Linked DNA regions of Sus scrofa: regions 1 and 3 are each linked to region 2. The links are chromatin contacts, called in public HiChIP or PLAC-seq maps. All regions are on one chromosome and are shown on one strand. The core of a region is the stretch at or near the end of the contact, and the rest is flanking DNA. Distances in the headings are between cores, read along the strand shown. Region 1 holds the start of ZC3HAV1 (zinc finger CCCH-type containing, antiviral 1). Region 2 holds the start of FMC1 (protein FMC1 homolog). Region 3 holds the start of ZC3HAV1L (zinc finger CCCH-type antiviral protein 1-like).

Evidence for each region. HiChIP or PLAC-seq counts read pairs in DNA pulled down with a chosen protein or histone mark.
Region 1: an H3K27ac HiChIP or PLAC-seq map of alveolar macrophages shows a contact between it and region 2. The contact joins the promoter of ZC3HAV1 here to the promoter of FMC1 in region 2. A contact is called at or near these places in 2 of 5 promoter capture datasets (fetal liver and liver) and 2 of 2 datasets of contacts at active chromatin or transcription factors (alveolar macrophages and skeletal muscle).
Region 3: an H3K27ac HiChIP or PLAC-seq map of alveolar macrophages shows a contact between it and region 2. The contact joins the promoter of ZC3HAV1L here to the promoter of FMC1 in region 2. A contact is called at or near these places in 1 of 5 promoter capture datasets (fetal liver) and 1 of 2 datasets of contacts at active chromatin or transcription factors (alveolar macrophages).

What each region holds. Positions count from the first base shown.
Region 1 is chr18:10,530,462-10,533,960 of Sscrofa11.1, forward strand. ZC3HAV1 (zinc finger CCCH-type containing, antiviral 1) reads left to right here and starts at 2,061. Exons shown (of 13, transcript NM_001177489.1): 1 at 2,061-2,368. The coding sequence starts at 2,061.
Region 2 is chr18:10,349,040-10,352,391 of Sscrofa11.1, forward strand. It overlaps FMC1 (protein FMC1 homolog), which reads right to left and starts at 1,333. Exons shown (of 2, transcript XM_005657736.3): 1 at 1,144-1,333. The coding sequence starts at 1,281. TRNAR-CCU (a tRNA gene) reads right to left here and starts at 1,981; the gene lies at 1,909-1,981.
Region 3 is chr18:10,591,089-10,594,458 of Sscrofa11.1, forward strand. ZC3HAV1L (zinc finger CCCH-type antiviral protein 1-like) reads left to right here and starts at 1,456. Exons shown (of 6, transcript XM_021079067.1): 1 at 1,456-2,324; 2 at 2,327-2,459; 3 at 3,355-3,370. The coding sequence starts at 2,096.

The DNA of each region.
Region 1 (3,499 bases), core at 811-3,310, 180 kb after region 2:
GCCGGGGATGGAACACGCATCCTCATGAATAGTAGTCGGATTCGTTTCCCCTGGACCACAGCAGGAACTTATTTTGTGAGCTTCCGTATGCCCACAGAGACCGACTAACTTATGAGCCACACAAAAGATGTTATGATGAATTTAATTGATTTGATATTGAAAGCCCAGACCCTGGGAATCTGTCAGATTATAAATCAGGCCACGTGGATTAAAGGTAACTATAAATCAGGCCATCTGTTGCTATAAAGTAATAGGTAGAGGGATGATCTGGTTGAGCTCAGTTTAGGCTGGTTTTCATAACAAAATGCTCTATACCTGAGAGACGTGGTTCGCCAACCAAGAACTGCCAATCTGAGGAGAACACCCAGTGATCATTTTACAGATTTTCTAGTTTGACAACTGGATTCTACCATTAAAAAAAAAAAGGTTTATTACCTATCTGATCAATGACCCATTTATTTCACTTGGGAATGTTGGAAGGAAAAAGGAAAAACTTTTTCCCTCCGCCACATGAGTCCATTGATTGGATCCTGCAAATTAACTGACAATAGATTAACAGGAGAAAAGGCAAAATTTATTTAGCATTGGGCGGGGGGGACTTCTAATAATGGAAACCTCCAGTGAAGGACTAAAGTAACTTTATATCTCTCAGTTTAACAAAAGGGAGGTTTTTAGGACTACAGTGGGAGAGTAGGGAAGGTTCTGCCGGGCTTTTTGATGCTAATGGCAATGGTTGATCTGTCTTCACCGCAACTGAATTAGCAGGAAACTCCCTTGGAAGGAGGTTAAGGGCAGCTGTACGTTAGGTAGGTTCTGCTTTATTCAGATTTGGAGCAGTTCAGATAAGATTTCTTTCTTCATCTTCTGTAGCTGAAACGTTTTCACTTTAAAATAATCCTAATACCAAGCCTGGGGGTGCAAGTGGGTTCCCACCGAAGGAAAAGATCTTGTCCAAACATCCGAGAAGAGGAACCTAATCTCAAGTCTTGGGATGTGTCTGAGCATGCCCGACGGTGACTGACTGCTATCCGATATTTAGCCTTGTGTGGGTCTCAGCGTCTGAGACACCTCTGTTCGCGATTATAGACAGGCAAGAATGTGTCAAGAAGCAGTTCTTCAAAAAGCTCCCGAGAGGAATTCCCCTGTGGCACAGCAGGGTAATCAACCAGCATTGACAGAGCAGCCTCTCTGGTCGCTGCGGTGGCGTAGGTTCGACTCCGGGAACTTCCACATGCCTCCATAATATAAATAAATACATACAAAAAGTTATGAGAAGGCAAAATAGGGGAAACCAATAATCACTGGCCTTTAAGAAGGCAGGGTGGTGTGGGAGAAAGTGCATAGCAGTCCCGGCCAATCTGGAGCCTGGGGGCCAGATTTGGGGAACATCCGGCTTGAGGGACGGCTGTTGTGTGCTCAGGTTACTTCCTCAAATAGAGCGAAGATAACAATATCTAGCTAGTGCAATAACTAGCTAGTACTAGTTGTGAAGACTCACCAATACAGGAGGCAGGGCGCCGGCTGGGAGCAAGTCAAGGGCTCACTCGGGTCTGTGCTTGGCGGGGATGGGGGGGGTGGTGGAGAATAGAAGACTCCTCAAGAGGGCTCCCAAGACTCGCGTTATTCGCCACTTGGGCTGGCTTTAAAACTCCCTCAGAGCCCCGAGATGATTTTTAGTTTCTCTTCTCTCCGAAGCAGCCTCGCGGTGCCCAGCTGGGGAACCTGACCTTCGCGGAGCAGAGAACCGAGAGGGAGCCGTCCGACTGTCGCCGGCGGATTAGTCCCAGCCTGTTCGCTCTCTTTCCAGTTGCTCGCCGTCGCGATTGATTTTAAGTTGACACAAGGACCGGGTCGGTGCGATCTGGACTCTCGACCCAAGCCTTGGAGGAAACCGAAACCTCCGGGCTCAGCTAACAGCGGCGGAGAGCGCACGCTCGCTCGCTCGCCCCGGGCGCGCCCAGCCCGCGCGCCGCCCGCTCCCGCCCCCGGGATTCTAGTAAGTTTCGATTCTCCCCAGAGCGGAGTCCCGCGCCGCCGCGGCCAGGCCAGCGCAGGGAGCCATGGCTGACCCGGGGGTGTGCTGCTTCATCACCAAAATCCTGTGCACCCACGGGGGCCGTATGGCCCTGGAGGAGCTGCTGCAAAAGGTGAAGCTCTCCGAGGCGCAGCTCTGCGAGGTGCTGACAACCGCCGGGCCCGACCGCTTCGTGCTGTTGGAGACCGGCGGCAAGGCGGGGGTCACCCGGTCCGTGGTGGCCACCACTCGAGTCCGGGTCTGCCGTCGCAAGTACTGCAACAGACAGTGCGGCAACCTGCACCTCTGCAAGCTCAACCTGTTGGGCCGGTGCCACTATTCGCAGTCGGAGCGGTGAGTGCCCTGAGCGGGAGGGGCGGCTCCCCGGGTGGTGGTCGGGGAGGACTCGCGGCTGCTGCTCCGGGAGGGGCGCGCCCTCGCGGGGACCTCGCACCCCGTGCCGCGTCCTCCAGACGTTCACATCTTCGCTCCCCTTCTTGCTGGGCCCGCGCTTCTTCGCCTGGAGGGTCCTTTCCTTCGGGCGCCGTCAGACCTTTCCTGAATATGGCTAGCGCGCTATTGCCCTGGTGGAGACGACGATTAACCCCACGTCCTTAAGAATAAAGTACTTTTGGGTAAACCGGGGCCTAGAGAATTTGGAAGCAGGTTTGGGAAGGAAAGAAAATGCCCCCACTCTCTGGAATCTTGAGTCTTTCCCTCTCGGTCCCTCCGCACACACCCCCCCGCCCCCCGCCCCGCTCCAGCTCCCAGGCGTTCTGTGGTCTTTGCATCCGATTCTCTCTCCACCGCAGAGGGTCCCTGCTTGGCCCTCCATCGGTGCCTCCTTTCTCCTCGTTATCATTCTTCTGATATCTGACTGTAGACCGCACCACCAGACTAGAATGGTCCCATTCAAGGTCATTGATGATGGGTCCTCCACCAGAGTTGCTTCCCCAAGACCCCCCCACCCCCACCCCGTGGTGACTCACACGGTTGACCACCCACTCTTGGGACCACTTTGAACAGGGTGGCAGATCTCCCGGGCAGCTGCTTCTGTGTTTCCACTTGTTCTTTTTTGCCTCCTGATACCGATGTGGCCCAAGGTTTGGGTTAAGCCTTTTGACGTACCTGTCTGCCAAGTCTCCCCGTGGGAGCACTCTCCCTTTGGGTTCAGTTGTCACATGTACAAAGATGGCCTCCTTGTGTACATTCGCTGTCCAGGCCTTCCTGCTGATTCTAGGTTCTTGTCTCCCGGTGTCTGAGGAGCATCTGTGCCTGCATATCTTGTCAATAGGAGTCAAATTCATCCTCTGACATGCCCCCCAACCTCTTCTGCTTCACAGTACTTTCGGGACCCCTTAATCACCCAGCCCTCCTGTTCCTGTCAGGTTCCTACTTCTCATCTCACTTCTAAATGAATGCCTTGTTGAATGAATGAGTGACTTCCTCAAACTGTCGTCTTTCTCCTCACTTTTTCTATCTGTA
Region 2 (3,352 bases), core at 83-2,582:
ACATAACATTTTACATTCTAACTTCCATGGCTCAGAAAAATCAAAAGCACAAGGGTTCTCCGACATCACCCAAAGGACTCTAAGTTTCCTTCCTTCAGGTGAGAGCCGACTCAGCTGACAAGAGCCAAGATCAAGTAAGCAATTAAATGGAAGACTCTTATTTGTGAACCAAGTTACCTAGACTCTAGTAGTTCCTACACATGTGCTTGTACAGGTCAACTGTCCCTGAGCCTCAGTTGCCCCATTTGAGAAAAATGATCTGCCGTCTGATCTTGCTTAAGGGGTAGGTGTGGGTTGGGCAGATTTCTCAAGGGATTTTCCAAGATGGCCTCCCATAAGTTCCTATTTACCTCCGACACGTGGAAAATCGGCACCTGGCCATAAATCGTGTTAATGTTGTAAGTCACAGTACCACCTCAGTAGAGGTTTCTAGTTGACCTTTTTTTGCCGGGGGGGGTGGTGGTGGTGGTGGTGGTGGTGGTGGTGGTGGTGGTGTCTTTTTTGTCTTTTTAGGACCACACCTGTGCCACAGGGAAGTTCCCAGGCCAGGGGTCTAATCCGAGCTGCAGCTGCTGCCCTACACCACAGCCACAAAGCTGGATCCAAGCCACGTCTGCACATACACCACAGCTCATGGCCATGCAGGATCTTTAACCCACTGACCGAGGCCAGGGATTGAACCCACATCCTCATGGATACCAGTCCGGTTGCTACCGCTGAGCCACGATGGGAACTCCCTACTCTTCGAGAAGCTCTGCACCAAAAACTGCCTCTCAGAATAGCTCTCCTAGGGGAAGAGAAGGGTTGGATAGATCCTGTGGTTAGTGACCCTACACTGCCCACCAAAAATATCTTTTGTCCCTCTTTCCACCACTTCAGTTTCTTCTCACTGTCCCCTCCGCACATGCCAATAAAATCCTCAGGGGGCGATTCCACCCTAGGAAGATCTTGCTCTCCCTGGACCCTGGGTTGGCTCTCAGACTTAGGCTGCAGACCAAGGCCGAGGGGCTGGAGCTTTCTGCAGGGAAGCAGGGCCTCAGAAATGAGCGCTCAAGCCCGGAGCGCTGCACTTCCGCCCAGACCGACTCTCCCTCCCTTCCCAGGAAAGCGGAGGCTGGAGCACCCGGACACTGGCTTCCGTACCCGATGTGCACGGAAAGCTTTCACGAGGTACCGATAGGCCGCGGTGTCACGATAGTGTCGGCCCGTGGCCGCGTTCAAGTAGCGCAGCTCCCGTAGAAGGCCTCGCCAAGTGCGCACGGGTGAGCCTAAGGCCGCCATTTTCCTGTCCTCGGAGACCGGGGCGGGGCGGCGCCCTGAGGCCCCTCTTACGCCTGCTCCCCACCCCCCGCCCTGCCGATTAGTGGTACGGTCGCAACAGACTGCTGGCTCCCCCTATTCATTGCAGGGCAGTGGAATGTCTCACTTCCCTTCTTTGAGGAGCATTATTAATCGAACGTCGAGCGACACCTTAAGGAATTAAGAGAAAAGCAAACGAAAGCCGAGTGTAACTGAATACCCTGGAGAAAGGTCAGGCGAGGGAAAAGGAGGTCCTTTCTTGACTGCGTCACTTCAGACGCCATTAACTGACCGGCCGCTGAGTCTGGAGAAAATGAGGGAATGTCGGAAGTGGGTGTCGATTTGAAATAGAAAGCTGAGAAGATATATCTGTTTTTTTGTTTCTAGAGGGAATATCAAAACTCAGCATATTGACTTCCTAGAGATCTTAACAGGACTGCGGCTCAGACAAGGAAACGGGAGTATGTTGATTCTCGCAAACTAGCCCCACACCTAGAAGAAAATCGTAGACACTTTTCTCATCGTTAAAAAGTTAGCATGTGTCACTAAAGTTATGTGTAAGGGGGAAGAGGCAAAAGTTTCACTGAGAAGTTCACCTAAAATTTCAACCACCCCAGATGGGACTCGAACCCACAATCCCTGGCTTAGGAGGCCAATGCCTTATCCATTAGGCCACTGGGGCTGCTGCGAAAGACGTGCTCAAACAACGTATTCAATTTTTTTCCTGCTTTGTACGTCATCGTCACTTAGGTCTTTTTTTTGACCTATCCTAGGAGATCACACTTAGCACCAATATAAAGGGCGAGGCATGCTGGGAGTTGTAGTTCAGAGAACCAAATTCGCGTTACAGCTCCAAAGGCTTTACCCTCGAAATAGCACCGATGCGCCGGACGGAGAACGGGCACGCGCACAGTTTTGCGTATGCGTTTGCCTGCGCGACAGCCCCCGCGCCTGCGCAAAAGGGCACGTACGACAACGCTGAGCCGAAGGCGCTGGAAACGCTTGGGGAATCTGGGAGATTGGCCCTCCGAGCTTCTGCTCCTTTGCGTTTTTTACAGGAAACAGCCGGCCCCTTCCGGTATTGCGGCTTTCCTACCTGCTAGCTCGGCCCCAGCCTGCCGCTAGGTGGCGTTGGTAGCGGTCATTTTCTGTTTCCGGTTGAAACAGGCCATTTCCGCAGAGCCAGGAGTCAGGCAGAAATGGTTACATGGCCTTCTGTGTTGGCGGGCCAGTGGTAAACATGGGGCGGCAGGAAGTAGTTCAATTCATTAGGAATTAGTTAATTCGAAATAATTAGGAGTTAATTTTCTGGTTCTGTTCATTACTGAATAACTTGGACAAGTCACTTCTGAGTTTCACGACCTTACCCTTTGCTTAACATGTCTCAGTGGCTCCGCATTGCCCCTAAGATAAATTTCAGACCACTGGACCCTGCCTAAATTGACCCTCGTCTTTATCTTAACGTTTATGTCTCGCTGTTCATCCTCTGCCCCGTATCTGAACTTCTCTCGTTGTTTTTCCATATTTATGTTATTCTCTTTGTGCGAATCTTAACCATTTGCATTAATTCTATTTACCTTTTGGGCCTCGAGCTTCCTCGGGAAGTCTAGGTCAGACATTTCCTCAGGCCTTTATGGTCAGTATGGCAAGATTAAAATGATTCGCCTCCTCTGCGCTCATCTACATTTTCTAGATTCCCTATGTGATCTTAAACTTTTACAAGCTGCTACTTGTGTCTCAGCCTCATGTTCCACAGCTGCTCAATCTCAGAAATTCCCACTCTTAACAGGTCACTCTTGCTAGGTCCGTGTCAGAGTCCACTTGTTCTAGCTGGGGCCAATTTTGATCACTTTTTCATACTTCGACTGAAATCCAGAATCAACACAAGAGTAAACCAGTGCGACTTAATGTGAATGACTCTCTCCCAGTCACACTCATACTATTCATTTCATTCTAATCACAAGTCTCTGATTTTCAAAAAGCAAATAGGCAGGATGGGGTTAGGAAGAATGCTATCAGTTATTCTTTCCTCAATAGGAATTTGTTGAACTAA
Region 3 (3,370 bases), core at 206-2,705, 240 kb after region 2:
GCAACCTACACCACAGCTCACGGCAACACTGGATCATTAACCCACTGAGCAAGGGCAGGGACCGAACCCGCAACCTCATGGCTCCTAGTCGGATTCATTAACCACTGTACCACGACGGGAACTCCCTTTTTTTTTTTGGTACCGTTTTTAAAAGTCATGCCTACTGAAGTGTTTAGGATTGAAGTATTTAGAAACTGGAATGGAAACTTTTACAAATTCTCAGCCAAAACAATCAGGCAAATAAAGTAGGATGTGCTAAGATTTTCTAGCTATAGGAAACATATATGGATGCATATTTCACTCTCTTCTAATATACCGCTTGAAAAATTCTGTGCTACAATTTTTTTTTTTTTGGAAACAACAAACAAACAAAAAACACCTATTCTGCAGTATAGCCAGGCACTGCTTTTAAGTGTTGAGGATACAGCAAGGAACAAAACACATGAGATTTCTGCTTCCACACTCTTGAATATGTAAATAAGAAAACGTGTGATAAGCTCCATACAGAGACTGGGAGCTGCTTTCGATTGGGAGGTTAGGAAAGACCACATTGCAGAGAAGATATTTAAGCTCAGACTTGAATGACAAAAAGGAGACATCTAGCTGGGGGTGGGGGTGGCCTCATTCTAGGCAGAGGGGTCACTCCCCAGCCTTCAGTAAATCCATATTCCTTCCTTACATCCTTTTTGCTTTTCAGGACCGCTCCTGCAGCATATGGAGGTTCCCAGGCCAGCGGTAGAATCAGAGGCACAGCTGCTGGTTGACGCCACAGCAATGCGGGATCTGAGCCGAGTCTGCGACCTACACCACAGCTCACGGCAATACTGGATCCTTAACCCACTGAGCGAGGCCAGGGATGGAACTCACATCCTCATGGATACTAGCCGGGTTGGTAACCTGCTGAACCCCAACAGGAACTCCTGGTAAGTCCAAATTTCTTCATGAGGCAGAGAAATCGGCCGGTCGCCCTCCTCTTTAGTTTCTTTACATGACATCAACTCATTTAATCTTCACGACCACCCTGGAAGACAGCAGCTCCCCTCACTGAGTTCCTCAGTTATGTTTTATTCATCTCTGCACTCTGACACGCATCAGCAGTTGGCTCAAATGATTTAATGCTCATTGAAAATCAGTATGGTGTTGGGCAAAAAGCCCCTCAGCGAATGTTCAGGTCTAAATCAGTGCTGTCCAACAGAAATAGAAACTGAGGAGCTCCTTCGTAGTGGCGCAGTGGCAATGAATCCGACTAGGAAACATGAGGTTTCGGGTTCAATCCCTGGCCTTACTCCGTGGGTTAAGGATCAGCCGTTGCTATGAGCTGTGGTGTAGGTCACAGACCCAGCCCGGATCTGGCGTGGCTGTGGCTGTGGTGTAGGCCGGCAGTTACAGCTCTGATTAGACCCCTAGCCTGGGAACCTCCATATGCTGCGGGTGCGGTCCTGAAAAGACAAAAACAAAAGAAAAAGAAAGAAATATAAAGTGAGCAGTGCATGCAATTGAACATTTTCTCATCACGACATGAGAAGTAAAAGAAACATGAAATTATAGTATCATTTTATTTAATATTATCAATGTAACATGACGAATACAGTCATTAATGAGGTAGTTGACACTCTACAGTCCAAAGCGCCCCAATCCAGTGTGTGTATATTTCACACACCCCAATTCGGACTGGTCACATTTCAAGGGCTCAACAGCCTCCCGTGGCTAGTGACTGCCTCCTGACATCTTCCCCTCCCAACCACCTAAGACCCCGCAGCTCTATGCACCTTCTACCACATTACCTGTTCCACCGTCTTTGCAGCCCTTACCAAGTATCTCAAATTCTCCGCGACTATACAAATCCCTCCAGGCGAGGACTCAGGGTTCCTGGCCCAGAGCAGGCGCACCATCAGTACTGTCCCTGCCTGATCCGCACCCAAGAGGACCCAGACCCCGGGGCCCTCTTCTCCGCGCCGCGGCCCACGGCGGCCGCCTTTCGCCCGCCCTCCAGGCGCGTTCCTGGGAAGCGGGTTTGAAGTCATGGACGTGACTGGGAGGAGTCTGCCCGCCTCGGATTTCCGCGCTCGGCCGCGCAGGGAGCGGGGCAGCGACGATGGCGGAGCCCACCGTGTGCTCCTTCCTCACCAAGGTGCTGTGCGCCCACGGCGGCCGCATGTTCCTGCAGGACCTGCGCGGCCACGTGGAGCTCTCGGAGGCCCGGCTCCGGGACGTGCTGCGCCAGGCGGGGCCCGACCGCTTCCTGCTGCAGGAGGTGGAGGTGCGGGAGGGCCCGTGGGACGCCGAGGCCGAGGTGGCGGCCGGAGCGGGCGGCGGCGGCGGTCCTTGGCCTGGAGGGTGGTGGCCGTGTCCTCCGCGCGCGTCTGCGCCCGCTACCAGCGCGGCGAGTGCCAGGCCTGCGACCAGCTGCACCTCTGCCACCGCCACATGCTGGGCAAGTGCCCAAACCGCGACTGCTGGTGAGGCTGCAGGGAGGTGGGGGGCAGGGCGGCAGGCGGGACGCAGCGGGGCCCGGAAGGAAAGAGAAAAGCGATAGTTGGTCCGGGCGACTCCCCTCCGGCAGGGTGGAAGGGAAGCCTGGGGAAGGGACCCCTCCGCGTCCTCCAGGGGAGGCCTCCCTCGTGCCCCCTGCTCCGCTGCGGAGCGAGGCGAAAGTTAGTCTTGGTTTGCATTTCTCAGCCACATCCCCCGACCCCCCACTTGCAGCTTCTGCCCCCCCGGGATCCTCCACGACAAGGCCGGGATAAATCAAGACTGGAGCTTTTTGGTTTGTTTCCTGCAGTGGTCCTTTTAAGGCCATTTGCAGACCGCACGAGATGCACGGAGCCTTTATTCAGAGATTGGCCCTTCCCACTCAAGCACAAAGTTTTACAGAAGCGAATCTGTGCCGTCCAGGTTTAGAAAGCGCGATCTGTCTCTCGGACCCCCCAGGAAACCGAGGGCTGGATGATTTTGGCGAGGTGGTTTCTGGCTGCCCCCCGACTCAGGGCTTTACTCGAGCCCCGCCCCCGCGCCCCACCGCGGGGTGGGGGAGGGGCAAGCGTTCTATTTAAGCTTGGCTGGTGGGCTTGGGAGCAGTGGTCTGTCTGCACAACTGGCGAGCGCCCTCTGTCAAGGCGGGTGACTGGAGGAAGGGGTAACCTTGGTCTTCAAGAGTCCTCATTCAGAGTGAAAATGGCCTGGGAGGGGAGTTGCTTCAACCCAGCTTTCTTATTATCAGAGCTTTTAGGCGGGATCTATGGGTTCATGGAAAATTCTTGAACTTCATCTGTAAGTTGAAAGTGGCCCTAGGCAAGGAATTTGACAGGCTGACCCCCTCTGGGCCTTTGATTGAGACTTTTGTGTCCTATCTAGGTCTACCTGCACCCTT